Regions from separate parts of the Mus musculus genome. Here regions 1, 3, 4, 5, 6 and 7 are each linked to region 2. A link is a contact called in public HiCAR-type, HiChIP or PLAC-seq, Micro-C and promoter capture Hi-C data. All regions are on one chromosome and are shown on one strand. The core of a region is the stretch at or near the end of the contact, and the rest is flanking DNA. Distances in the headings are between cores, read along the strand shown. Region 1 holds the start of Fermt1 (fermitin family member 1). Region 2 holds the start of Bmp2 (bone morphogenetic protein 2). Region 3 holds the start of Gpcpd1 (glycerophosphocholine phosphodiesterase 1). Region 4 has its middle 310 kb from the start of Gm52526. Region 5 has its middle 180 kb from the start of Gm52526. Region 6 has its middle 75 kb from the start of Fermt1. Region 7 has its middle 47 kb from the start of Fermt1.

Evidence for each region. Promoter capture Hi-C pulls out the DNA fragments that hold promoters and counts their contacts. A called contact is a pair of places that touch in the nucleus more often than the background predicts. HiCAR-type assays count read pairs that join an accessible place to other places. HiChIP or PLAC-seq counts read pairs in DNA pulled down with a chosen protein or histone mark.
Region 1: a contact with region 2 is called in a Micro-C map of embryonic stem cells, with 2.6 times the contacts expected there. The contact joins the promoter of Fermt1 here to the promoter of Bmp2 in region 2. A contact is called at or near these places in 15 of 39 promoter capture datasets (the 3T3-L1 cell line, 3T3-L1-derived adipocytes, cranial neural crest and 8 more), 3 of 484 Hi-C or Micro-C datasets (all in embryonic stem cells) and 2 of 115 datasets of contacts at active chromatin or transcription factors (craniofacial prominence and embryonic stem cells).
Region 3: a promoter capture Hi-C map of stem cell-derived epiblast-like cells shows a contact between it and region 2, with 4 times the contacts expected there. The contact joins the promoter of Gpcpd1 here to the promoter of Bmp2 in region 2. A contact is called at or near these places in 3 of 39 promoter capture datasets (hippocampal neurons, liver and stem cell-derived epiblast-like cells).
Region 4: a contact with region 2 is called in an H3K4me3 HiChIP or PLAC-seq map of craniofacial prominence, with 4 times the contacts expected there. The contact joins the enhancer-like site here to the promoter of Bmp2 in region 2. A contact is called at or near these places in 2 of 39 promoter capture datasets (hippocampal neurons and second pharyngeal arch cranial neural crest), 1 of 484 Hi-C or Micro-C datasets (uterus), 3 of 115 datasets of contacts at active chromatin or transcription factors (craniofacial prominence, embryonic limb bud and forebrain) and 2 of 9 other capture datasets (embryonic tail and embryonic trunk).
Region 5: an H3K4me3 HiChIP or PLAC-seq map of embryonic forebrain shows a contact between it and region 2, with 7 times the contacts expected there. The contact joins the enhancer-like site here to the promoter of Bmp2 in region 2. A contact is called at or near these places in 2 of 39 promoter capture datasets (the 3T3-L1 cell line and hippocampal neurons), 1 of 484 Hi-C or Micro-C datasets (cortical neurons), 1 of 115 datasets of contacts at active chromatin or transcription factors (embryonic forebrain) and 1 of 9 other capture datasets (embryonic tail).
Region 6: a contact with region 2 is called in an H3K4me3 HiChIP or PLAC-seq map of craniofacial prominence, with 8 times the contacts expected there. The contact joins the enhancer-like site here to the promoter of Bmp2 in region 2. A contact is called at or near these places in 14 of 39 promoter capture datasets (the 3T3-L1 cell line, the HPC-7 cell line, HPC-7-derived erythroid cells and 10 more), 2 of 15 datasets of contacts at CTCF or cohesin (large pre-B cells and pro-B cells), 12 of 484 Hi-C or Micro-C datasets (bone marrow-derived macrophages, cerebellum, cerebral cortex and 8 more), 12 of 115 datasets of contacts at active chromatin or transcription factors (astrocytes, bone marrow-derived macrophages, craniofacial prominence and 8 more) and 1 of 9 other capture datasets (embryonic stem cells).
Region 7: a contact with region 2 is called in a HiCAR-type map of fibro-adipogenic progenitors, with 5 times the contacts expected there. The contact joins the enhancer-like site here to the promoter of Bmp2 in region 2. A contact is called at or near these places in 4 of 484 Hi-C or Micro-C datasets (cerebral cortex, embryonic fibroblasts and uterus), 5 of 115 datasets of contacts at active chromatin or transcription factors (a colorectal cancer cell line, embryonic limb bud, embryonic stem cells and 2 more) and 1 of 9 other capture datasets (embryonic stem cells).

The regions. Positions count from the first base shown.
Region 1 is chr2:132,943,807-132,947,429 of GRCm38.p6, reverse strand. Fermt1 (fermitin family member 1) reads left to right here and starts at 1,394. Exons shown (of 15, transcript NM_198029.2): 1 at 1,394-2,107. Gm14102 (a long non-coding RNA gene) reads right to left here and starts at 1,678. Exons shown (of 3, transcript XR_001783483.1): 1 at 1,623-1,678.
Region 2 is chr2:133,550,787-133,554,879 of GRCm38.p6, reverse strand. It overlaps Bmp2 (bone morphogenetic protein 2), which reads right to left and starts at 2,721. Exons shown (of 3, transcript NM_007553.3): 1 at 1,529-2,721; 2 at 112-461. The coding sequence starts at 454. RefSeq lists promoters at 1,756-2,071, 2,561-2,759, 1,756-4,093 and a cis regulatory region at 3,733-3,743.
Region 3 is chr2:132,576,777-132,580,548 of GRCm38.p6, reverse strand. Gpcpd1 (glycerophosphocholine phosphodiesterase 1) reads left to right here and starts at 2,301. Exons shown (of 20, transcript NM_028802.3): 1 at 2,301-2,481.
Region 4 is chr2:134,212,518-134,216,187 of GRCm38.p6, reverse strand. No RefSeq gene overlaps it. Among named protein-coding and RNA genes, the nearest start is that of Gm52526, 310 kb to the left of the region's middle. Within about 2 kb of position 1,262, at least 11 of the 459 cell types and tissues checked have an H3K27ac peak or open chromatin away from gene starts, as enhancers often do. A contact at or near this core is called in craniofacial prominence and second pharyngeal arch cranial neural crest, where this site is marked.
Region 5 is chr2:134,349,183-134,352,945 of GRCm38.p6, reverse strand. No RefSeq gene overlaps it. Among named protein-coding and RNA genes, the nearest start is that of Gm52526, 180 kb to the left of the region's middle. Within about 2 kb of position 2,370, at least 2 of the 459 cell types and tissues checked have an H3K27ac peak or open chromatin away from gene starts, as enhancers often do. A contact at or near this core is called in embryonic forebrain, where this site is marked.
Region 6 is chr2:133,018,793-133,022,794 of GRCm38.p6, reverse strand. No RefSeq gene overlaps it. Among named protein-coding and RNA genes, the nearest start is that of Fermt1, 75 kb to the right of the region's middle. Within about 2 kb of position 2,129, at least 19 of the 459 cell types and tissues checked have an H3K27ac peak or open chromatin away from gene starts, as enhancers often do. A contact at or near this core is called in the HPC-7 cell line, bone marrow-derived macrophages, craniofacial prominence and 4 more, where this site is marked.
Region 7 is chr2:132,991,543-132,995,186 of GRCm38.p6, reverse strand. No RefSeq gene overlaps it. Among named protein-coding and RNA genes, the nearest start is that of Fermt1, 47 kb to the right of the region's middle. Within about 2 kb of position 2,181, at least 29 of the 459 cell types and tissues checked have an H3K27ac peak or open chromatin away from gene starts, as enhancers often do. A contact at or near this core is called in fibro-adipogenic progenitors and uterus, where this site is marked.

The DNA.
Region 1 (3,623 bases), core at 145-2,644, 610 kb after region 2:
TAACAGCAAGGAGGACACCTAAAAGTTGCTGAATTCTTTAGTGCAATCCAAAGGGATTCTTTAATACAATTTTCTTTAGTATAGGTTTATTGCAATTTTCGGTGGGATGGGAAACCTGCACAGGTAGTAAAAGAGCCATTAATCTTCTAAGGTCACACTGCAGACCTTGAACCTGTACAGGCTCAGGTCTGATTGCCCAGGAGCAGAGTTCTCAGAAAGCAGGTCAGGAAAGGAATGCCGGCTGCCCAAAGTCAAAGCAGATTGACCTGGGAAAAGCAGAGTCAGGTGACAGCCCCATCCCTATGGCTAACTGTACTAAGAAACTTCCTCTGTTTTAGTTAGGGCCACGGTTGCTGTGATGAAACACCATTATCAAAAGCAAGTTGGGGAGGAAAGGGGTTATTTTGCTTACACTTCCATATCTACGTTCATAATCGGAGAACGTCAGGTCAGGAACACTACATTACCTCCCAGCACCTCACCTGGCCACTACCCCAACACTCCATCCTATCACCCCACCCCCACTCTTGGGCAGAAACCTAAAGCAGGGAGGCTCATCCTGTCTTCTTGTAGAACCCGGGACTATTAGCCCCGGGGTGGCCCCACACACAACGGGCTGGGGTGTCCCACATCAATCACTACTTAAGGAAATGCTCTACAGGTTTGCCTACAGCCAGATCTTACAGAGGCAATCTCATTAACGTCACCTCCTCCGATGACTCTAGCTTGCTGTCAAATTGACATAAAACTGGCAGTATTTACCCTAAATTCTTAATGATTTTATTAGTAAAATTTCTTCTGTGCATGCCGAGGAAGGAACTCAGGGACAGGTGCTCTGCCACGGAACCTAGCCCTCTGCCCTTAAGACCCTGCAATTGTTAATAAAGTTCAAATGATGTCTATTTATTTAGGGATTGGGGCTAGAATGTAGAGTGGTGTGTGTCCTGGAAAGCTCTATACCACCGAACTTTTAATTCAAATGTAAAATACTTGCAAGCCAAAACAGTTCCTAAATATTGTGATGTTCGAATAACAACAACAACAACAACAAAGATTTGGCTATAAATTTCGGGATATTTTCGATTTAAGAAGTTAACGGCAGAGTCACCTCATTGGTACACATACTGCGTACCATTGATGCGGCATGATGCATAAAGTTTCCCAAGGAGCGGCTGCCACCCAGCCTTCTACTTATTTCCAGTTAAAGAACTATTGTTTTCTTAACCACCGTATCCCCAGGGCCCTGCCCCAGGCCTGGCACAGTAAGCTTTCAACCTAATGTACGCTGTACAGGGGGAGGGGGGGAATTACCCAAAGTCTCCCACACTTCCTGGGCGGGCAGCTGTCTGGAGAATCTAACAGGAAAATAACAGATGACTGCCTGCGGTGAGCCACTCTAGGAGTGGTCCAGCCTTTGGCTTGGAGCTCAGTCTGATCAGAGGGGGCTTCCTCCTGCCAGACCTCACCTTTTTTGGAGGACTGACATCACCCTTTTACTCAGAGGTGAATCGCCTCTGTGCATGCCACCTGTCTGGTCAGGCTTGCTCCAGAACTCTGCATAGATAGACAGTTGCAGACAGGAAGGGATTCTCCCTGGCCCCGGGTATCAGTGACGAATTTACCTAAGAGGCAGAGAAAAAGGCTGGGCCTTGGGTCCTGGGCCAGTACCAGGGCTTCAGGGTACCCAGAACGTTGGCGGCGTCCAGGAAAGGCCATACAAAAGTGGAGGCGGGAGGGGAGGAGTGTGTTCCAGGCTGCTTGGCTCCTGTCTGGAGCAGCCCTGCGGCTCCCTTCAACCCTTATTGTATCTGCAGCCTTCTCCTACTCGGAGCGAGAGCAAGACCTAGCAGGCTGGGCTGGACGTGCCCCCACCTGCCCGCCGCGCTAGCCTGCGCCGCCAAGCTGTGGCCCCGGGACTCGGACCGTGCTTGGGTGCTGGGAGGAGGACTCCAGCAGCTCTACTGGCTGTCGCGAGGTCCCCGCAACATCACTGGACCCGCTGTACCTTGGTGCGGTCCCGCGAGACCCCTGCTCGCCCAAGGCGGCCTCTGGGGACGCAGCTGTCCACGTGCGAGCTGCAGACTGGACGCGGCAGGCTCCATAGCAGGTGAGCTCTCCCGCTGAGGATTGGGATTAGCCAGGCTGGAACTCTCACCGCGAAGACTTGGGACCTCTGCCCCCTTCTTTTCTGCAGCTCTGTGCAGTTAAACGGTTGTTGAATTGAAATAATTTTGTCTGGAGGTGATCACCTCGGGCCCAGGAATCTGATCGTGCACAGGAACGCTTTCGGTCGGCGCGGGCTGCTTTCATTAATGGGCAAAGGACAGGTGACTGGGCACCTAGAACCCTGCGACACCCTGCCAAACCGAGCGTCCGTGTTATATTCCGGACTTTTTTTTCTTTTTTCTTCCCCGCATTCTCTTTGAACCGGGGCGGAGCGACCTTCACCAGGGAAGGTAAATCCAAGGTGCCTTGTTGCCTCCTATTTCGGTCTCCATGGGTGAGCTTCCACCCAGCTGAAGTTTGCTCCACAAGTAACAACTTGTTGTTGAGGATGAGAACCTCAGGCCAAACTGAAGGCGCAGAGAGATAGGAAAGGAATGTGGGAAAACCAGCTCGTCTTCATTTTAGGAGGAATTTTCGTTGTAAGGGATCTGTCCATTTTCTATACAAATGGGTTAATCACTCCAATCAGGAAAACTAAGGACCCTGTGTCCTTTGTTTTAAAATTGACCCTGAAGGCCCAGAAAAATGAGCAAAACTAAATCATCTTTTTTAAAAAAATAAAGTTAGCTTTTTATGTGCAAAACATTATTTGAAACTCAGCCTCAAAAAAAAAAAAAAAGAAAGAAAGAAAGAAAAGAAAAGAAAAGAAAAGAAAAGAAAAGAAAAGAAAAGAAAAGAAGAGAGAAAAGAAATAGCATTTTGGACATTGCAAGGCTCTTCCGTGTCGAGTTGGCCCTGAAGAGGCTGTTTTTATTGTCTCTTCACTGCTGATCTGTTTGTAGAAATGATAGGTGTTGTTAAAAAGCTAGAATTCATTCGCGTGTTAAGAGTTTTCTCTTCTGTTGTTGCAAAATCACCAAGGACGTTTCTCAGAGTGATGTAAGTTTAGAGTAAGGGGGATGATTCCTGTTTGGGTCCCCCCACCGAACTTGATATGATTTGCCGTGAGGTATCCTACCTTCCCTCAACCCCAGTTTCCTCGTTTTAAAATGGGTGTTGGTGAGAGTGAAGGAGCTAATGCGCCATACAGAAATGCTGCAGGCTGATGAGGAGAGCAAGCATTCTGGCCAGTTCAATCAGTAACCGAAATCGGTCGTTCGGTCCTCCGGAGGACCTCTGTGTTGAAAGCCCCCCCCCCCCCCTGCATCCTTGCACTCGGGATACCTCTGGTTATAAAGCACTCCTGAGCTCTTGAATTTGATTCAAACACCTTAAATCTGTCCTGACCACGTTCAGATGTGCAGTAGTCGATCTTTGGATTTATGGTAGTCAATGTAGCTCACGCGTTTTTTGAAATTCACTTAGGGTTTACAGGTCTGTGAGGAACACGTGGTGGCGCAACATTGGTGGTTTAATCATCCATTGTTATGAAGGCAGTGCCCCTCATACACCATTAC
Region 2 (4,093 bases), core at 1,472-3,971:
GGGGACCGTACAGAAGCCGAAAGGCCTTCTACTGTGCTAGTGGAGGCCCGGGCTGCCCGCCTAGTCTCCGCCCGCCCGCCGTCCCCGCCCCGCCACCCGCCGCCCGCTCACCTTCGTGATGGAAGCTGCGCACGGTGTTGGCGCGGCTGGCTGCCCTCTCCAGCCGGTGGTCTGGGGCGGGCGCTCCTGGCTGGCCTGAGTGCCTGCGGTACAGATCTAGCATATAGGGGGGCACCACGACGTCCTTGCTGGGGGTGGGTCTCTGCTTCAGGCCAAACATGCTGAGCAGCCTCAACTCAAATTCGCTGAGGACGTCTTCCGAAGGCCGGGACAAGGGTCGGCTGGATGCCGCGGCGAACTTCTTGCGGCCCAGCTCTGGAATGAGGCCGGCCGCGCCGCCCAGGAGGACCTGGGGAAGCAGCAACACTAGAAGACAGCGGGTCCCGGCCACCATGGTCGACCTGCGGACAGGGCCGACGTGAGTCACCCACGTTCCCCGCCCAGTCCTCCGCCCGCCCCCGCGGCCTCGGCTCCCATAGAGCTCGCTGGCCTTCTCCAGGATGCCCTCCTGGCATGTCATATTCGCGGGCTACAGCCTGGATGATCAAGAGGATGGAGGACCCCCAAGTCCCAGCCGGACTTCTTACTTGGGGCTTGGTCTTAACTCCCAATTAAAAAGAGCATTGACCGTCTGTACCCTTTTCTTGTGACACTAGCTGGGAATGCGGGTGTCAGGAAGCTGGGAAGCCATAGGTTGGTCGGACACTGCATCCCTGACAAACTTATACAGTGCAGCGCTCATGTGCATATTAACAGACACAAATGCACAAGTGACTTCCTTAGAGGCGCTGTATACAATTTCCTGGTAGTTGAGCATATCAAACTTGTAGATTCAGTAAGCGCTAAACTCAAGATTACTGCTAATGACGCCACTTGCAAGTTGTGGCCTACGCCCCTAACTATTTAAGGTTGACCCACAGGCAACCCTGTCCCCCTTCCCCAGACTCCTGTGCAGTCAAGAAATCCATGCACCTTCCTGCAATTAACTAAATAGATAGTGTTTATGAATGCACGTGTAAGCTATGACACATTCGCATAGTCAGTAAACACACATGGAGAACCCCAACTTTTAGTATCTTCCTAAATGGGACCTACTTCTTAAGGATAGCCAAGGATCTCTAAGGCTTGGAGTACTTACTGGTCAGCAATGAACTAGTAAAATCTACTGGCCATACTCTTTAAATGGATTTCTGCATTTTTTTTTTTGAAAGCCCAAAACAGCCCTTATAATGTATCGAAAACTTGGGGAGGAGGAACCGGCTGGAGGAAGGTCGCAGGCCAGTGGGCAAGGCAGAGGGATCTGGGGTTTGGAATGCCTAACCCCTCTAGGGATCCGCTGCACGTGCACCGGGTGAGGGTATGTTTACGTCCACTCCACTCCACCAGTCCTCCCAGGCGCCCTGCGCCGTTGGGCGGGAAGCGGTGTCACCCGCCAGCCAACCCCGGGTCCCCGGCCCGTGTCCTCTACCTTTAGGAGACCGCAGTCCGTCTAAGAAGCACTAGGGGGCACGTCCATTGAGAGAGTCTCCACATGGAAAAAGCTCTGTCCGAGGGACCTGGAGCAGCAACTGGGCTTCTGTTGCTTTTCTTCGCCTCCTCCTCCTTCTCCGGGTGTTCTCCCTGTAGGGAACTGTGTCTTGGGGTGGGCCCAGCGGGCTGAGGAAGAGAGGTGATCGGGCTGGAGGCGGCAAGACTGGATCCGCCGGGCGAGGACACCGGCGCGAAGTGGGGAGCCCAAGTCACTCTCCCGGCAAGTTCAAGAAGTCTCCAGCCAAGTGCTGACACACAGCCTCGAGCAGGGGGAGGAGTGCGGGGCCGGGACGGGAAGGGAAGGCTGAGGCAAGGCTGCTGCTGTCGTCGGCCTCAGGGACCAGCGCTGGCGGGGCGCGGGGCTGGCTCCGGGACTCGCCGGGCGAGGGACGGACGTTCTGCGTTAGCTGGGCCGCGACCCATGGCTCGGGGCAGCCATCGTGGGCGATGCCGTGTCCGGGCAAGGGCGCAGCGAAGATCTGGGTGGCGGGCGGGCCGCCACTCTGCATCCCTCAGCCTGACTCTGGCGCACCCCCATCAGCGCTCGCCAGCAGAGCCCGCACGGCTGCGGCGCCCCGGCGTCCTGGGGCTCATTCTCGAGACAGTCCAGCCGCGCGTCTCGGGTTGCCAAACCGGGTGACCTCGCGCTCCGAGCCCTCGGGCCAAGTGTCTTTTGTGGCAGCCTGGGGTCCACTCACTCTTCCGCCCGCTCGCCTTGGGCGCTCACTCCTGGGTCAGAGTGGCCCCGCATTGAGGGTAAGACTGTGCTCCGGACTCCCGGTTCTTAGCGTCGGTCCGCGACTCTAGCTTCTCCCGGACAGCCGAGGCCACAGCGCCAGGCGCGCACAGTCTGGAGTTCCAACCCGTGTCGTGCCAGTCCCTCGAAGCCGCGGGTGACCCTCGCGTCTTTCGCCGGGAGGGCGTCCGGTGCCTGGTGTCGCCTGGGGAGGCTACGTCCGGGGCTGCCAATCCCGGGCGGGCTGTGGGAAGCGCAGCGGCGGCGGGCGCAGTGCGAGCAGGGCTCTGCGCGGCAGGGCGAGGACTCCGGCGGCGACGACGGAGGCGCCGTGGCGCGGCGCTCGCGGCTTTTAAAGGAGACGCCGCCTGCCGGCTCCCTCCCGGCCGTGGCCGAACACCTCCCCCTCGGAGGCGCAGCGCGCCGGGGATCCCCGGGCGGGCGGGAGCGGCGCGCAGGGGTGTGGACGGCGCGCCCTACGGGGCGGCCGCGGTGGAGCGGGGCGGGGCGAGCGCGCGGCCGCTAAGGGGTCGCGTCCCGGATGAGTGTGAAGCCGACCCCCGGGACCTGGATCCGCGCCCACAGCTGCGGGAGACTAGGGCAAATCCAGAGTCCACTGGCCTCTGAGTTCCCTCATTGGGCCAATATTCAACTTGAGTTTGAAGTTTTTAGGTAAGAGCACATTAAAAAGAAGAACAGAACTTACAAGTTATTAGACATTTTGGCAAAAATGTGAGCAAACGCTTCTGTTTTGAATGGTGAGAAGAAAATGTCGAGAAATAGCCGATACACATCTGAGTGCATTATTACATTTTATAAATATTCATACATTTATATTCAAATAAATGAATCTAATAAAAAGATGCATATATTTTATATGTATTTATTTATGTAAATTATAAAAATACGGGTACAGGTTTCTGAACATAGATACACACTTGTAAAGTGGACATCCCTTCTAGTGATGTGTGTGTGTGTGTGTGTGTGTGTGTGTGTGTGTCCATGTGAGGGGACAATGAGAGTTAATAGAAATTCTCTTTATAGAAGCGATCACTTCGATACTTGTGATATTTATCTTCCCTTCCACACCCACCTACTCCAGAGTCAGGTAACAAGACAATTCCGGTTTGAGACCTTTGAATTTTCTGCCTGGTCCTCTCTCTCCACTGGGTCTCCAGCAGTAAGGCTCTGGCTGTGGCCAAGCCAGTTTTCTTCCTCAGCTGGAAATGTCCCCAAAGCTGCTGAGCCAGGATTCTTTTTTGAAATCTTTCCATTTCTCCCTACATTCAGGAGCCTTCATAGTACCACCACTGGCTACCCACAGGACCCCCAAAACTATGGGCTGAGCATTCCTGTAGAAGACCAGAGTGAATAACGTTACGTTGTGAACCAGATCTTTCCAGTTTGCAAAGCAAAGACCGAGAAAGACCAGAAGCAGGGGCTTTAATGATTTTTTTACCCACGTGTGCTAGCTTTTCAGTCGGGGAGCTAAAATAACTCTAGGTTCGTTCACCTAAATCGGATTAGCAACCCACAGAGGGAAATTAGGCCCTGGCTGTTTCTAGAGCTGTAGAGGTCAAATAAGGTATTTTTGAAGGAAGGCTGTCTACAAGGGAAATTAAAGGAGAGGAAGGGATAGATCCAGCAATTTGCGATCAGCTACTGTATTCCTTTTTAAAACGTGTTGCAGAAGTTGTCACTCTGAATCATGAGACACCAAACAAGGCGGCAATAAAACACTCCACTCAGACGTGTAAGTGTGTAAGT
Region 3 (3,772 bases), core at 1,052-3,551, 970 kb after region 2:
TCTGCTAAGTAATTGTGTTAAAATGCATATGAGAAATTGAATCAAATAAAACTAATTTCAGTAAACCGGAACTGGAGCAGTTTTAGCATCAAACAGCCTAACTTTACCTCTTGGAAATTTAAAATTCAGAAAGTAAGTGGGCTCCCTGGAATTCTCTGTCAAAGTCCATTAGTAGTAACGAGTCATTTGCTGAAGATTTATATTCATAATGTCACAGGCAGTAACGGGCAGAACACACATCTAGGCTGAGCTCTTAGACTGGGAACCTTTCCCATGAACACATTTAAAAACTTAGAAAATGAGATCGTGTGCTTATCCCAGACAACCAAGAATACGTCTCAGAATCCAGTGAGATGGCACATGCTAAGGGTTTCTGTGAAGTTTAAAATACTCAGTGCCCTTCTGGTAATAATAAAGTTAGTTCTCAGATTAACCTCATTAACGATATGTTCGAGGAACCATAACATCCCATAACATCCCATGTACAGAGCAGGAGCCAGAGGAGGGGACACACGGCTTGCCCAGCCCTCCTTTAGGAGCTGTGGTGGCAGAACCAGTCCCACGACTGATAGAGGGGTTGCTCTCAGAGTTTCTAGGCATGCACAGTAAACACTTCCCTTTTCGACTTTCATGGATTCAGGTTTCTTTGTAAATCATCTCTTGTTACTAGCTAGTTATCTTGTAGAAACCTCTGTTTCTGGCCATAGGCCATCCTTCAAGTGTGGATTCAAGTTATCTCCCAGAATCTGTAGGGGGTTGGTTACAGAGCTCAACTAGGATTCCAAAATGTTCAGGTTTCTTATATGATTAATATACTATCTTCATATAAGCAATGCATACCCCTTACTTTAGGGGTTATTTTAAGTTTATTTTGTATGTATGTGTGGTATGTATGTATGTGTATGTATGTATGCACCACATATGGGACTGGTGCCCTTCGGGGACAGAACAGGACATTGAAGTCCCTACACTGAAATTATGGAAAGTTGTGAGCTGCCATGTGGGTGCTGGGAACCAATTCCAGGTCTTCTGCAAGAATAAGCACTCTTAACTACTGAGCTATCTTTCCCACCCAGCATATGCCTTTATTTTTAAATCCCTCTCCCCCTCGTTTATATGTTAATACGAATACATTTTTCCCCCCATTTCTCGCCTGTGATTGCTTGAATCTGCCAATGTGGAACTCAAGGATACGTTGGGTCAACCATACTTTTATTGTTGTTTTGAGACAATGTCTTGTAATGTAAGCTGTTGCTGGTCTAGTACCCATTACGCAGGCAGGCAAGCCTCCAACTCATATCAACCTTGATTTAACCTCTGAGATTCTAGGATTACAGATCTGTATCAGGTGCAGATCTTTTGATATTTTAAGAGGATTTAGGGAGGGGCATGAGTTAGATCTACCATCCCGAACCATAAATATTGCACAAATGGTAGTTTGACTAAATGATGAGATATACTAAAAACATTCAAAGGAAGTAGACTCTTGAAAAACACCACTTAAGTATGACTAACAGCAGAGAAATGAAGTCACAGCGAGCAATTAGCAGATGTAGAGCAGTGGACCTTCAATACGAAAAGGTGATTCTGCTTGATGCTCACTATCTCAATTGAAGTGAAACCCGATTACATAATGTTGTGTTAGAAGTTACCTAGTGGTTGATCTTGGGCTGATTTAGGGTTGGAGGCACACACAGAGATAGAAGAGGAGGAAGAGGAAGAGGAGAGAGGGGAGGAGGAGGAAGAAGAGGAAGGGTAGTTTTAGAAAGCAAAGAACAACTCTAGTTTGGTTTTATTTATTTATTGACTTATTTTATTTATTTGGGGTTTGTGACAGCAGGCTTCTAGAAGTCAACAGGAGTCTGGTCTCTCTCACCATGTAGATTCCAGTGGGTGAACTCAGATCTTCAAATGTGGTCAATGCCTTTATCCACTGAGCTGTTCTGAGCTCCTTGTTTTAGCTTTAAGGATTTAGTCTGTGATTGTTTCCTAAGGAATGCAGTTTCCAGAAAACATCAGGCTCCCTCAGCTCTCTTTTTTGAGACAGGATCTCACTTTATAGCCTTGGCTGGCCTCGAACTCGAGTCTACTTGCCTGGCTCAACCTCCCCAACACTGGGATTACAGGCGCACCACCTTGACCTTCAGTACCTCAGCTGACCCCAGCCAGATGGGCTAAGGCTGTCGGGCCACCTCAGGTCTCTGGGCAGCCCTTCCAGGAACACGCAGCCCGCCCCCCGGCGCGCGGCCGCCGATTGGCCAGGACCGGACCGGGCGTGACGTCAGGCCCCGCCCCGCCGCCCTTCGACCCCGCCCCGCGGGGTGGGCTGGCAGTTTAGTCTAGGGCAGCTGAAACCGGTTTGAGAGGCGGCTGTAACTGGGCTCCTTGCTTCCTCGGGCCACCTAAGGGAGCGCTGGCGAGGCGCTGACGCTCGGCTCCGTCGGCCGCGGCCCAGGCTCTCGGCGCGGCCCGGAGCGGCAGGTGAGGGGGGCCGGCGGTGCGGGCGGGCGCTCACGCGGAGGGGCGGGCGGGCGGGCGGCCTGGTGTTCCGGAGCCGCGGTGCGGCTGGAACCCCGGCTGCCACGCGCGGCTGCGGTCCCACTGAGCGGCGTGACCCAGGACAGCCACGGAAATCCCGGGCGGAGAATAGGGGAACAAAGAAAACGGCGGAGCTGGAGCCCAAGCCCTCGGTGCCTCCCTTCCTCCGCGCCCCCTCAGTCACCTCGCGCCCGCACTGGTGACTCGCGCGGTTTTGACAGCTGCTTCTTTCCCCAAAGTGCCTAGAAATTAGTGCCCGCGAAAGAAACTCCGGGTGACAGTACAGCCGGGCGGGGGGAACCCAGGGCTTTGTGTAGCTCCTCGTCCGTGCCCTCGGTGACGTTTTAGGGCTGCGGTCCCCTTGGCGTCGCCGGCTTGGAGGCAGTGGCTGCCCCGTGCTGCTTCATCTGCCGGGTCCGGCCAGAAGCCCGAGGGCTTGGAAGCCTGGAGTTTGCCGGTTTCTAGCGATTCTCTGACTCTGCAAGCAGCAAGCATGGTCGGGTCTAGAGTCCCCTCTTATACTCCTGTCCCCTGCCACTCTGGGTCTCCTGCCCACTTAACTCTGCCCTTCAAGCTGCTGCCTGCTACATTTCTAACACAATAAGGAAAAGAATAAATACAAGCTGTCAGCCTCCCCTCTCTCCCAAATTGCTCAGTGTTCTAGAAACACACAGCACAAAATAAAACTGGTAAACCCCATGCAGTGGCTTACATACTAGGGGAAATCAGTGTTCTAAACAAAATTTAAATCTGTAAAGAGAGATACAGGAAATTTGCACCCGGAGAACTGGTAAACACAAGAAAACTGAATAATATTTGGTGTGTATAAAAAGTTGGTGGGTGAGTCAACTATTTGTATATAATAAAAACGTGTAATAAATGCATATGAAAATGATATCAACACGAAATGAAAAGCATTTGTAAAAAATCCCACTGCATGTCTAAAGATGATGAGATGTTAATTTGGCTTAAGGACTGTCCAAAGGCTAATGCCTTTGCTTAATGAAAAACCCATTCTTGTCTGCATATGTTTGATTAAAATATTAGCTGAAAGTATATGGAGGTCTGAGAAATGGGGCCATAGTGATCCCCCCACTAACACGGGCAGACATCAGTGTGGTCACTTAACCTGCTTCTTAATTATAGGATATTCTGAGAATCTGCTAGAATCGAGGAGAATTAGAAACAGCTTTTTTTTTCTTTGAAAAGTTTTAAAGGAAAACACAGATGTTCT
Region 4 (3,670 bases), core at 13-2,512, 660 kb before region 2:
GTGATGGGCAGTGGGGAGGGGATTGGGCGTTGGAGGATGTTATCGGTTCTAAACCAATCTCTTCACTTTCTGTTTCAATATTTGAATGGCTGAAAGGATAGAGTAAGGAGGCACAGCGATAATGCTGGACTTTGAGCGGCGATTCATGGTGGAAATCTAGCTTTCTCTATGCCTTATTAGGGTCTCCTAAGACTGAGCTTTCTCAGCAGGTAACTGGAGGTGAAGGCTGAGTTACAGTGCCAAGGAGGAATTAATGACTTGTAATCAGTAATTCTGCAACGGGCTCCATATGATATAGGCTGCTTTGATGGAAATGTGGCTGTGCACGTTTCTTCACACCACCTACAGATTAGCTGTCAAACAATATAGCCTGTGTTTGTGCCCGAGCATCTCACTCTTACAGTTACCAACATTTCCAATGGGGAAACTTTAGGTTAATCGTGTAACTAAAAGGGAATTTGCACTGGAGAAGATAGACAAGTGAGGCTCTCATTTTTGTCTGCCATGTATGTCTTTATGCAGAAATTTTACCACAAGACAGACAGAAGACACTGAAAAAGGCATCTACCAGCTGCTCCCAACTCCAAAGGTAAAAGCTCCCTGCCTACAAAGTAAGTTTTTCAGGAGTCAGCCTCAGTTATTTCTGCATCCATGGATGCATGTTAAATTACTTCCTATACTCTAGCCCCCATCTTGCAGTATTCAGGGGTTCATACGGTCATGCCAGAGATGCTAGACAAATACCAATCAGACATGTTTGCCTAATCCCCATTACCTTTACCATAGTTCAATGTAATTTCCCAAAATGTTTCATTTATTTTATTTCAGAGCTTGTGACAGTCAGGATTTTGAAGTACAAGCCTGCATCTGTAATCCATTTACCAACTCTCTCCAGTGCAATGGAGAGAGAGAGAGAGAGAGAGAGAGAGAGAGAGAGAGAGAGAGAGAGAGAATTTGAAGGTTTTTTTTAAGCATTGAAAAACAAGCAGAGGGAGTCAGAGCACATCTGTTTTCATAAGAAATCATGGAACCTGGCCCCTTTTCAGTGGGGTATTTTACTACCACATGGCTTTAATCCTACATCTGGGCCTGTTGTTTTATGAAATATTTCCCACAGATGATGTCAATTATAATTTTTGTCCTGGTCGTCAATTTACGGACTCTTGGACTAAGACAAAATGAAACAACCAGAAAAAGCACAACTTATGTGGTCTACTCTCTGACAAAATTATAGCTGTGTGATACACATCTAAAATCAATAACTCTGCTAATGATTAGCAGAACTCACTGCTTGGTTTATGGGCAGAGATGGGGCCCATACTGTGCACATGTTTGGCTCCGGATTGAATTTTCTGTTTGCTGTGTATTTACCAGCAGATGTCCAACCGTTTATTTAATGCTTCTTCTCTGAGCCAGTAGTAGGCCATGTCAGCGTCTGCGCGACATTTATAAGTCATCTGCCAGCAATACAGGTGGAATGCTTTCATGAGGCCCTTTCCTTCTTTCTGTGGTGATGATCTATCAGAGAAATCAGGGATAAGTCTTTATAGAGTTATATGGCTATTAAGATGTGGGGCTCTGATCATGTGTGTAAAGAATTTTGGATTCCAGCATATGGTTTTTTAGAATTGCTTTGAAAAGAACGCTTGTGGTGTTCAACTTTAGCAGCTGGTCTGAGGGCAAAAGGTTTTCCAAAGAAACAAAGAAACACCATCAGAACCTAAGCAGAGCCAAAATGTTGGCAGTAAATGCAGTTTCTCTCTATTTGTAATGTTTCTTTCAGTACATGGAGATAAACTGGATTCCTTAAAACTTACTCTATGAAGACAACGTTTTGTAAGTAATAAGAGACCAGAAGACTGGGTGTTTAAATTGGACTGAGGAACAACCCAGTGCTGAGGGGAGTCTGTCTCCCTCTGCCCAGGCTGGCTTCAGAAAGGGAGCTAGCACTGAGGCTCTGGCTAAATTAATTTTAAGAAGAAATGGATTGGAAAATAACAAGAATTTCAGATTATTCTAAATCTTCATAATTCCTCTATGCGGCACAATTCTTCATATTTAATTTTGGAAACTCAATGTTTAGTTTTAAAGGGCAAAGACTAGTGAGCACTTATAATGGAGATTAACATTAGTTAATGATAACCCACAGACACAGATGAGTTCATTGATCATTATACCTCCATTTTCTCATGAATGTCACTGTGGGCTATGTTAGACAATGTCCCAGTTGTCAGGACTGTGATTCGAAAAAAGAGAACTAAGAATTTTCCTTGTGAGAACATCTGTGTATGTTGCTGATTAGAAGGGTGTGGGATGCCCCTTTGAGGGCAGTGCTTCTTTTAAAGGGTCTATGTTTAAAACAGTGTTTTCTCTCTTACAAAACAGATTAAGTCATTAGGGAGGACACTGTTGGTGTGCTGGTCTGATCTTGTTTGGATGCTCTGCACCTGAGATCTGCATTTGCTGCTCAAGGATCCTAGCTCAGCTCCCCACCGAAGCCTGTCCTGCATCCCTAATTCTAGTTTTCCAAGTGTAATCCTGTAGGGCATCATATGTACCTGGTGCCCCAGTCATCCTAGAACAGGGTGAACTGTGAGAAATCTCATGATCCGTGGAACAATGGGATCATCAAGGAAAACTATAGGAAAACTTCAGCACTATAGTTATTCTTACATTGTATGTGTGGGAATTAAATATTTTTACTTCATCTTATTCTATTGAAGATATAGATATAGCTATATACATGAGACTATTTTCAAACTCCTGCCTTCATCCTACCTAAGTCTCTAGAGCCATAGGTCATCTTTAATGAAGAGTGGGGTTGTGTTCCAACAAAATGTTTAAAATATGTTGCCTTTTGCTCTGCCTGAGCAAACTTGTTCAACTCTTTGCTCCTCCTACATCCATCATCAGCACCAGCAATGGCAGCAGCAGCAATATCATCATTTAAAAGAAGTATCTTCACTTTTCTCCACCCCTCCTTGGCCACTCTCAGTCACTCACTGTAACATCTTATACTTATTCATCAGACATTTGACAGGGGTTTAGTTAAATGCTCTAAACAGTATCAACATTAAGACCCAGTTTTAAGGTGATAATTATCACAAAAAGAAACCAAGCCCATAGCTCTAGAAACAGTAATGAGCTCTGTTGGGACAGAGAGCCCTCAGATTTGAACAGCAAGTAGAAGTATGGGAGGATTTTTCCAGGTAAAGAACAGGAAGGAAGTAAAAAAGCACAGACACATAAAATGATTCTACCGAGAGGCTGGAGTGCAGAAGAGATGAAAGGTGACAGCTGGGCGGCTTTGCAGTGCTCACGAGGGCTTCCCAAGAGCACCTCACAGGAACTGTGAACAGCAAAATCATAGAAGGGGATTTGTCCTCAGCATGACAGCTCTGATGATCTTTCTAACACTAAGCAGGGGCAAGCACAATTCTAGTTTGGTTGAGATAGTACCATCTCTCTCACTGCAGTTTGTAAGGACTATTCGGACATCACAAGGAAAGTATGGAATGCCTCAGCAGAGACCTTCAGCAGCAGCATCCTGAACTATTGTTCCATAACAAAACTGGGTTACTGCACCAGAGAAGGAAAGAGTGGTGGCTGAAAAATCTACTGGGAGCCTCTGTGGCAGCTGACCCACTGTTCTAGCATTGGAAGCAATGAG
Region 5 (3,763 bases), core at 1,121-3,620, 800 kb before region 2:
CACCCTGCATGCAAAACTTCAAGTCTGTGAAAAGGTCCTTGCCATCATTTATCAACAGTGAAATGCAGATTGAAATCACAGTGAGAAATAATCTCAGACCTGATTGAACAGCCATGACCCAAATGAAAAAAAAAAATGGTGTTGCCAAGAATTTGAGAAAAGGGTGCTGTAGGTGATATTAGTTATGAGGTTTTTTTTTCCCAAAAGTTAACAATAAAAATTTCATATGGGACAGAAATCACACTTTGGGTGTATATCCAAAGGAAATTGAATCATTTAAGGTGGTAAAGCTGCACTCCCAAATTTATTGCAGTAATATATATATATTACTGCAATAAATTTATATATATATATATATATATATATATATATATATATATATATATATTCAATTAAGTGTACTTTGACAGTTAAATAGATAAGGAGAAATATATATTTATTATTTATAATATATTTTATTCCACATATCTCTATCTATCTATCTATCTATCTATCTATCTATCTATCTATCTATCTTAGCCATGGGAAGAAGGAATGTGATCGTGTGCAACCGCTGGGAAGAATCTAGATGACATCTATTATGCTACATAAAGCCAATGACAAAGAGCCATCTTTGACTCTTGTAAAATATATAAAAGTTCAGCTCAGAGAAATAGATAGCAGAGTAGTAGAGTGCCATTTACTAGGGGCAGGGGCACTGGTAAAGGAAAAGAAGGTAAATGTTGGTCAAAGAATATAAAAGTTTAGGCTGATGAGAAAGCTCAGCCCAGAAAAATACTGTAGAAATTTGAGAACTTTAATTATTCCCTGGAACCCATTAGAAGACTGCAGGATGTGATGCTAGGCGTCTATATCCCTGGTACTTCTGAAGCAAAATGGGAGGGAGCAACAGAGGAATTTCCCAGAATCCCATGGAGCAGTTAGCTAGGAGAATGCAACAGAGCAGAAACAAGGAGACCCTGCCTCAACAAGGTGCAGAGGAGAGCAGATACCTGAAGGCTGTTCTTTCACATCTCCACCTGTGCTATGAGATATGTATGTCCCACATCTACTAAAAACAAAACAAAAAAAAAAAGCAAGAAAATGAAAAATATTAAAACTTCCAATAGGTTACAGAAGCTTGAGAAGTCTGTTGTGCATTGCAGAGAATGTAGTAAACCATCGTGTGGTTTTAGATTGCTGGCAATAGGTAAGTGTTCCTACCAAAGGCATGACAATTTTCTTAGGTAAGGCACAATTTTAAAAAACAATTTAATTATTTCGTTTTAGTGTTTGAAACAGGACTCACTAATTAGCCCAGAGTAGACTCAAATGCTCTACTCTTTTCACTTGATCTCCTAAAAGCTGGTATTATAAACCTGCAGATCCAGACCTGTCCCAAGGAAGGCACATGTTAATTATCCATAGTGGTCTATCACACAACACACATATTTGGAATCAATAGTATTCAACAAATGCATTGAATCTTATCCACCCAAAATGGGGGAAACAAAACAAAATTGTTTTTAAAATTCTACCAGATTTAGTTTTAGCATTTAGGTATCACAGGGACAGGGAAAGCATACATTCAGACTGGCCATACTTGGGAGGCTGTATGGCAGCTTCTTGCTAACCGCTCATATAGGAGAAATATGCTTCTCTCTAACTATGCTTTTGCATGCCAAGTCTGTAGAGGAAAACCATCTGCTTAGCTATTGGGATAGCACATTCTGCTCGCAACCTTTGCTCCTAAAATCTCTAGATACCTGGGACAAAATAACGAAATTGTTGGCCATTTTTGTACTTTACATGCGCAATGACCTCATTCTCAGCTGTTTGGTGTGTGCTGACAGAGTCCGGAGCTCTGAGCAGTTGTTCACAATCAGCTGCACCAATTAAGGGAATCCTTCCCTAGCTAGGTAGAAAGAAATGCCCAGAGACTCAAAAGGAGCCCCTGGGGAAGCACTCGCATGCACAAATGAAATCATAATAATATCGGTAAAGAGGATACCTGTCGGACTTTTTCCTTTTTTCTTTTTCTTTTTCCTAGAGCAGAGGAAACCTTAGGGGACCTGAACACCTGGTGACATGGTTTGCTCAAATTCATTTGCCAGTTTGTTCTCATTCCTGTAAGGGAATTAGTAGAGAGCAAAAGGTTTTTAAAGAATTCGGATGAAAAGCCATCTGTTCCCTGGGCTTTGTTCAATCTCAATTTAAGGATGGCTTTGGAGATTTCCTATTCCCTAATTAATTCCTCTAGATGAGCTTGTGGGGTTGGCTCAATTTATTTTTTGAGAGATGGAAAAAAAATACTGCCATCAATTAGTCCTTTGTTATGCTGTGACTGAGATGGAAATAGCTTTTTGCCAAATGGAGCAAAGAGCTGAGAGATGCTTGTATTTGCTGTGGCCAGGTGTCCTGTGTCATTAGGCTGGGCTTTGATGTAAGTACCATTCTCAGGGTCTTTCAGATAATTGGTGAGAAAGCGTGTAACTTTGCAGAAATCTGAGTAATTTTTAGACTGAAGGATGGAGACAGGGAATCCAAAGCACTGAATAGGAGTCATATTTGAAAGCATATAATTCTAACAGGTTTTCTGTACTATAATGTGCAATGCGTGTTAATTGAAGGCTCCCAGGACCAGGTTCTCTGTGCAATCTACAGCCAGCAAGAGGGTTTAAATGGAAAAGAAAGGAAGGGAAGCAAAGGGAGCAGAAAAAGAGGAGAAAGACACAAGAGGAGAGAAGGCAAGGAGGAAGGCCTATCCACAGATGGACTACAGGTTTGACAAAATATATATTTTAAGAAAAAGAAAAAAGTGAGACTGAACCTGCTTTATTTTTTGTCCCTGTCAAATTACCGCTCCACACACCTAGTTCATGAAATAGGCATCACCCAGAGAAAATTGCAAGGATTTTTAAGACTCTCAATGCTACATTAGGCTGGAAGGAATCCAATCTATAGATTCTCTGGATGGCACATAAAGAGATAAGGTTTTTAAAGGAAAAATACCTGAGTATTTAATTTTAGCATATTTACTAAAGGATCTTCATTCTGTTATTTGCATTTCCAAGGTGCCTGAGTAATTCTATGCCCAGATTATGTCTTATTCTCAGGTCATAGGTTTCGCTCCTGAAACCATTTAAATATTGAGGTTCAGAGCTGCAAGAGGGTTGAAGGGAATTAGACTGGGGAAGTGCAGCCAGCATGGCGGGACAGAAAGCTTTTGCTTTCCTGCCCAAGTGGGGTATGTGAAGGAGAAAGGAAGGAAGGAAGGCAGTGTGTGGGTAGGGGGCTGGGGGTGTTAGAACCCGGGTTTTAAACTTGCAGCCTAAAGTTCCCTCCTTTTATTTATTTATTTTTAGAATAGTTAAAGGATAGAAAACAGATGTAATTACCTCACTTTCTGTTTGACGTTTTAGGAAGACTGCCTGTCAGAATAACCCAACGCAGTGAAACACATTGATTAATTGGCAATGTAGCATGTGTGTGATGTGATGGAATGTGATGGGGTGGAGTGGGGGCAGGCCTGTGTTATATGCAGGCATCTAGAATTTCTGTCTGTCCCATTGAGGCAATCATTGTTGTTTCTGGATGGGTGGGAGGTAGCAGTATAGGCATGGAAATCCCTGTAGATCCTCATCCCTTGGGGGGCTGAGTGCCTTGCTGGGATTGTACAGATGTCTGGGAGGCAGACACACAGATTTTCATGTAGAGTCAAGGCAAACATCATTAAACAGAAAGGACTACTACTATAAGGCCAGAGATGGCAAACTGTGGAGGC
Region 6 (4,002 bases), core at 880-3,379, 530 kb after region 2:
GTGCTGATGTCTTACTAGTACATTCTCATTTAACCATGTCCAGAGATACAAGTACAAAAATATGATTTCCTTCCCTCTTCTACATCAAAGAACCACAGACAGCCAACTCCCCTTGGGTACAGTTGATTGATTGATGAGGCTCACATCTCCTTTTGTGTGTGTGTGTGTGTGTGTGTGTGTGTGTGTGTGTGTGTGTGTTTATGAGTGTTTTCCTGCACATGTGTATGTGTACCACGTGTGTTCCGGATGCCCACAGGGATCAGAAGAGGATATTGATTTCCCTAGAACAGGAGTTATGGGTGGTTGTGAACCAACGTGTGGATGCAAGAACCATACCCAGGCTTCTGCGAGATCTGTCAGTGCTTTTAACTTCTGAGCCATTCCTCCAGCCCTGACTGGCTCACATTCTTAAACCACTCGCTGGAAAAAAAATGTTTATCACTAAACAAGAACAGGCTGGAGCTCATAGCCACTTGGCACATCTGCTCTCTTACAGGGAGAAGATGTCAACTGCACACGAGCAACCAGCAGGTCATATTGACTGAAGAAGAGTCTTTGCCCTTCCAAGTCTAAAGAGATCCTGTCTCCGGTGAGGTCTCACAAGAGCAGCGTTTGAACTCCAGGTACACCCAGAGCACCCTCTGGGTAAGGAAGTGGGTGAAGGTGGACAGAACAGGCAGAGGCAAGGAGAAGGCAGACTCCACTGGACTCTCCCTTTAACCTGACTCAAGAGAGAGTGCTGGACCATGAGTTACATCACAGAACTGACTCCAACCTTGAGACAAGGGACTGAAGTTTGTATCCCATTTCCTGTCTGCCCTGATGTGTAAGTTGCTAGAAGATACATAAACTCCAAAGCAGTGTGCCTCCCCAACAGCACTGTAGCACCTAAGAGTGTGTAGGGCAGGCCCAGGCACGGGGTCTGGGCTGGACACTCAAGTGCTAACCTTAGATGGTGTCCTGGAGATGGGCAAACTGCAGCAGGCCTCTGGACCTACAGTCACATGGGGAGAGCATGCCACACTGGGCCACTTTAGTCTCTCCATAGCAGGACAGTGACAGAACATGTAGCCAGGTCAGGTCACTGGGATATGCCTGTTTGTTTCCAGAGGATCCTAGTGCCTCCTGCTATATCCCCCAGCCCAGGGCAGAGCTTGCTAAGATAACACAGAATTCCAGGACCCACTTTGGAAGTTTTCACTGACGCAGAGACCAAGACAAAACGTGCATCTATATTTACATCTGCCAACACCCCAACATGAAAATATTAAACAATTTTGCCACTTTCAAATCTCATTCTAGATTTCCTCTGGGAGGAAGAGTATCTACCACCATGGTTCCTCTTTGCACAGGAAATTGGGAGTCTACCACCATGGTTCCTCTTTACACAGGAAATTGGAAGGCTTTAGAAAACACTGAGGGAGTGAACAAACCTATCTTTAGATTTAATTTTCCAAATCACCTATCTTTAAATTTTAGGATCAAATTGCAACATACAGATGAATTCCCTCTTAAAATAGAACCCGGGATTAAAAGCAGAAGGAGGGAAGGCCTGAGCAAATCCATTTTGGCAGAAGTTAAAACACTTTCAAAACAAATCGGCTGTTCTCTCTGCCATCAACAACAGGAAGCAGAAAGACGTCTGCCTCCCAACCCTGACTATCGGCGACATCATTACTTCTAATAAGCATGCATTATTATTAGAAGTATAGTGCATGGGATATGCACACACATACGTATGCGCATGCTTGCATTTTCTCTCCCTGCATTTCTGTCTTACTCTCTTTGTGTGTTGGTAGCTTCTTTGGGGGGAGATTTGATTGAGGGTCACTCCATCCTCCTCTCCCCATTTCCATGCCTTGCACACAGAAAACGTCCTACCAATATTTATGAGATTTATGAGTAAATAAAATCAGCAGATATTTAGGTAACCCACTTTATGATCTGCTACCACCCTCATTAATAGTACAGTTTATCACTTAGCCAACTATGGAAAACATTGGAACAAGCCTTCTTAACACTTTAACACCTTAGGGATAAATGACTTGCCAAAAACAAGCTGAACTGCAAAGCCTTCAGGAGCAAAAGCTGTTACCCAGTGCGGTTCAATAGCACCAAGTAATTCTGAATCCAGGGCAATCCGCTGAGTAAGGGCGCCCTCTGCTGGAAGCAGTCATTTCCACTGTTTCCACTAAGCAAGCAAAAAAGGCAGACATCTCAGTTCTCATCAGAAAACCAAAGGCATGGTCTGCGATCTTAAGACACGAGGCTTACGGGTTCTGAGGAGCAAGCTGAGGACCCCATTGCCCTCACGTTAGCTAAAATCAATTCAAAATGAGCTTCAAGGGAAAAATACATCTTGACAGGGAAGCTTGGGGATGAACGTGCTCAAGCTTCAGCACTAAACACACTACAGGAGGTGTCCAATTTCATCCCGTTTGAGCAGCCTTTAAAGGCACCTTAATTGTTTAGGGTCAGAAGCATTATGCCCAGTGCCCTGGCTGAATTCCATCTATAGAAAGTATATTCTAGTATTTTCCCCCCTTACATTTCAGGTGAAAATGAATTGCTCTCTTCCTGATCCGAGCTAACCTTCGTAACACTGGAACACAGCTGGCTACCACTAGGGTTTAAAGCCAAGGTGGTGCCTACCTGTTCTCCATTCCTCCCTCCATCCTGCTCCATGTTCATAATTCTCATCGAACACTCTGACTTACAACCAGATGTTTTCAGAAGGCCTTTTTAGGGATAAGATTTTCATATCTCCCGTTGCTTCACAAGACTGCTCAGAGATTCTGTTCTATAAATGTTCAAAGGTTAAAGCCATCATCCCAACACCTATAGCTTTAACCAGCAGAGTGACAGAGAACATCAGGTGCTGGGGATGGGGGACACATAAATGCATGACAGAGATGGCTAGGGTGGGCAATTTCTAGTTTAGAATTCAGTATTAAAATGTTGCAAAAACCTCGCATCTGCCTTTGCAGCTTTGCTTTGTGGCTGCACGGGCTCCCACTCCCTGCCTCTCTGGACTGCCTTCTAGGTAAGGCTCTATGGTCTCCACCTCCCCCAGTCCAGATCTCTAATAGCAACAACAATTTGGGAGGGAATTGCAGCACCAGTACTGCCATCCATAGTCAAAGCTTAAGACTTAGAATCAGAGACTCCACCCCTAACTTCTTTCTATAGATTTTCCAGTTTTTTCACTTTGCCTGGCTGTGATCTGATAAGACAAAGTGATTTTAAAATTAGACCTCCTTCTTGTTGTTGGTTTGGTTTGGTTTATTTTTTTTGTGTGTTTGTTTTTCTCGGAGCATATTATACCTTCCACCCTGTCTGTATCTTGCTTAATAGACCAGTAAATCATTTTATAGGGGACGCTATTAAACATATTACCACCCAACTAGCTTCTATGTAGGATCCATCTGAGCTGTTACTTTTATTAAAAGATTTGTTCAGAATTTAGAGTACAAATTAAATTTGGTGAATGCTTCTACATAGATGCGTTTCTGAATTATAGTGCCTTCCTGTTTGCCTTGACAGAAAGCAAGTGCAGAGACTAAGTACATGACGATCCCAGCCTCAAATAGAATATCTACATCACACCCTCTTCCCCACAAGGCTCAGGGACCATTGTGGAAGAAGTCAACTGTCCATTTCTTTTCACTGAAGAATCTTCCTTCATCTGTATATATTTTCTTTTGAGGGAGGATGTGTTTTCTTTTGAAACACTGAAAAGCCATGCTGAGATAAAAATAACAGTAACAGGTAAGGGACGATATTACTTTCATTGTGAAAACTGACAGGAAAGCAAAAACTAAGGCTGAGCTTTTTTTTTTTATCTCCACTGCCGATGCAGTGTGTCATGATTTGGATGTTCCTATTCTGACGAGACCACCTTGGTGACCACTGTCCCCAAGATGGCCATGTTAAAGAAGCTCAAAGATGTCGTAGAAGCTGACAACAAGAAACCATTGTCATGGGAGAGACAGATTTGAGATT
Region 7 (3,644 bases), core at 932-3,431, 560 kb after region 2:
ACTATGACAAAGATTTCATATCTGTGAAAGAAGACAGGGAAAGACTGGATAAGAAGGGCCACAGGGGCAGGGGAGCTATTTGAAAAGAATAAACTAGAAGCAGGGAAAACCAGAGAGGGTAATGGGAGGTAAATATGGTCCAAAAACATGATTCATTCTGTGAAATATCATTATTCACCTTGTACCATGAATATTGCAAAGAAGACATTCTAAAGACCAGATAAATTTGAGAATATTTGTTACAGACCAATCAGGAACTGCCTAACCAAAGCTGCATGGAGGAGCATGCCAGTGATGTAGCCAGAGGTGGGCTAGCTGGAGCTGTCAATCATCCCTGGACCAGCAGAAGGCTAGCAGGAACACAGGGTCATCAATGGAAACAAGCACAAAAGTTGTTCTGTGCAACATTGTCTTACAAAATAATAAACATCTTCATTGTCGTATCAATAACAAGACCAGGAAAACTGTACACACTGTTTATCCACAACACATAAAAGGAACCATAGGAGCTGCCTGTACCAACATGACCAGATGCTCAAGACATCACAATGAAAAGAAATACATGTTACTATTCAACAAAAGAAATGAATGGCTGCAGAGTTTTCTCTCTTCTATGACCACAAAAAGGTCTGGTTTAATCAAGAAAGGTACCATTCCCTCAGATGACAGATCAAAGACCTCTGGTTAAGCATTCTGTAATCACTTTTCCTTATATAGTTTTTGTTTTTGTTTTTGTTTTTTGATTGCTTGTATTTCAGGTGTGTGTGCCTAAGATCTTATGATTTTAGCTGCCATGAGTGAGCCTATGAATTTCCACTTTACATAATTGTTTTTCAATTGCTACATTCTCTGCTACTGTTTGCCCTCAGACTCTGAAAATATATTTCCTTAGACGTTTGTATCTTTCAGGGAGGAAAAAAAAAAATGGTGCATTGATGTCATTCCCTCTTACCAGCTTTGCCTTCTGTTTGTAGTTTCCACCAGTGAAATCTTCTTCCTGTTTGTCATCTTGCCTGTCCGTCTGTTTGTGTATGTGGTATGTGTTTTTTAGTTGAGGTAGGGTATCACTATGCAGCCCTAGTTGGTCAGGAGCTCACCGTTTGCCTAAGAGACAAAATATTCATATTATTCGGGGATCATAGAACCACAAGTTATTGCACCTTGGTTATGTGCGCAGGTTTTCTGCTGGTCCCGGGAGTTTAAGTTTGCTTGATTGCTCACTTGTATTTTAGAGAATTTGGTCTGGTCGGTTCCCTCTAGCTGGTCCCAGGCACACTCATTTCTCCTGTCTCCTTCTATAACCTGCTTCACACATCTCCCAGGTGACTTCCTGATGTAAACATCCAAGAATGAGGCGTGTTTGAACTTGGAATGAATCATGACAACTAATAGCATGGGACCTGGCATCAGACCACCCAGACTCCTGCAGTGGTTTTGCTGTTCACTGCATGGCTTCATTGATTGCATGAATTCACACTACGCAAGCAGCTCTCACCTGGAAATAAGACCACCATCCCCCCAAGGCTATTGTGGGAATTAGGGTGAAAAACTGACAAGAAATGCTCAAAGCCTGATCAGTGAACTAGCCTGAGATGTGGTCTTTATTAAATATGTTACCAGAGGCAGGGCCCTGGTAGGAGAAGAAATTGATGGGAGAGAAGAAATTGCTTTGCATTTATGTAAAGCAAAAAGTTTATGACGGGGCTCTGGGAACTGGGCCAGACACCTGCAAAGTGACCACATGCTAGTTGTTAGGTTTGTGGAGACCTGGACAGAGTTAAGAGAAACATGAGTCAGCAGAGGGAATCTCACGCTGCCAAGTCAGAATGTCACCATGACCGAATCACAGCAGGAAACTGAATCCAGGGTGCCTGGAGTTCAGCAAATTCCAAGTCATTAAAGAGCGGAGGACTGAGACTTTTAACATGATGTGTTTGTGCGTTTGTCACGAACGTGGTCAGCTGCTTATGGAGTCTGTAAACAGTCCTGTCACTTCCCAATTTCAGCTCTTACTTTTTTGTTTAAAGTTTTTTTTATCAAAACAATAAAAAAAAAAGATCAGAAGATGATCTATGACAAGATGTTAGGCAACTATGAATGACCCTCTGCCCCACACACTCACTTACTCATAGCTCTCAGATCGTCAGCCTTTCAAGTAGGAATTACAAATAATTTGTCCAACCAGTGAATTGCAAACAACCCACTTATCAAAACTGGTCAAATAAATCTGTCACTCAGTAAGGACTATAAGGCACTGGAAGGGTGGCAGACTGCCCCAAAAAACAAGCCCCCAGCTCCCTTGACTGTCTCTTAGAAGAAGAAAAAAAGCAAATGATTCAACACTTGTTGGAGAGTCCAAGAAGCCAAAGATGGCTGCCTCCTCTGCCAAGGCAGCAACAGCAGCCAGGAGGCCAGCTGCAGGCTTCAAGGCTCAGCACTTGGTCACTGCACGTAGAGTCTGTTCATTCTCAGGGCCCACCTGTCAAACAGGCAGTGCAGGTGCTGCTCAGCAGGGGCCTTGCTTCTCTGGCTCTTCTAGTCATCCTTAAAGCAGCAGTTCTCAGCCTTCCTAATGTTGTGACCCGCCCCCAGCCATAAAATTATTTTCATTGCTGCTTCATAACTGTAATCTTGCTACTGTTGTGAATTGTAATGTAAATATCGAGTATGTAGGACATCTGATATGTGACCTCTGTGAAAGGGTTGTTCGACGCCCCATGGGGTCGAGACCCACAGATTGAGAACCACCGCCTTAGAGGCAAAGGAAGGACCAGAAGAACACCCATACTGCCTAACTCACATTCATCACTGTTTCCATTTAACTTAGAAAATGACATCGGAAGAAGATTACCAATTAGCCTAGAATTAGCAAACACAGAAGCTAAAACAGACCCAGAATCCCCTAATCCTGCCCCCTGATCAAGCTCCGTTCACGTTTTTACAGGCCTCCTTTTTGCAGCTCCTTTGAGCACTCCTCAATTTCCTCCTCCTGTGAAGGTCCATTAGCTCACGTGTGTGTGTGTGTGTGTGTGTGTGTGTGTGCGTGTGTGTGCGTGTGCGTGTGCGTGTGCGTGTGCGTGCACGCGCAAGAGTATGTGTTTTCTGTCATCCTCCCTCTCACAGTGGGCAGATGTGTCAACTAAAAGCAGAGGCTTAAGGATCACGCAGATCTAAATCTCCCTTGTTGCATTTTTACACTTTTTAATTAACACATAATTGCACATATTTATAGAATAAAATGTGATAGTTCTGTATAGATGCACAATGAACAATGACCTCATAGAAGTAATTAGCACTTACATTGGGATTATTTGTCATGTCTTCGTGGTGGAAAACCAAAAAGAGTTAGTGAGCTCTTTTGGGTGGGGAGTTTTCTTTCCTTTAGTTTTTGAAATACGATCTAACTCTGTAGTCCAGGCTGGTCTGAAACTCCAGTTCACCAATCTTCCTGCCTCAGCTTCTCAAGTTGGAAGATTACAGGTATGAGTCACAGAGCCCACTAACTTCTATTTCACTATAAAACACATGAAAGATCATTGAGAACTCTAATTGCCCTACCATGTTCTAGAAGACAAGAACACTCCTCTTAACTAATGCCCATCAGCCAGACTCTCTCTAGCCCCACCCTGTGTTTCTCCCTCACC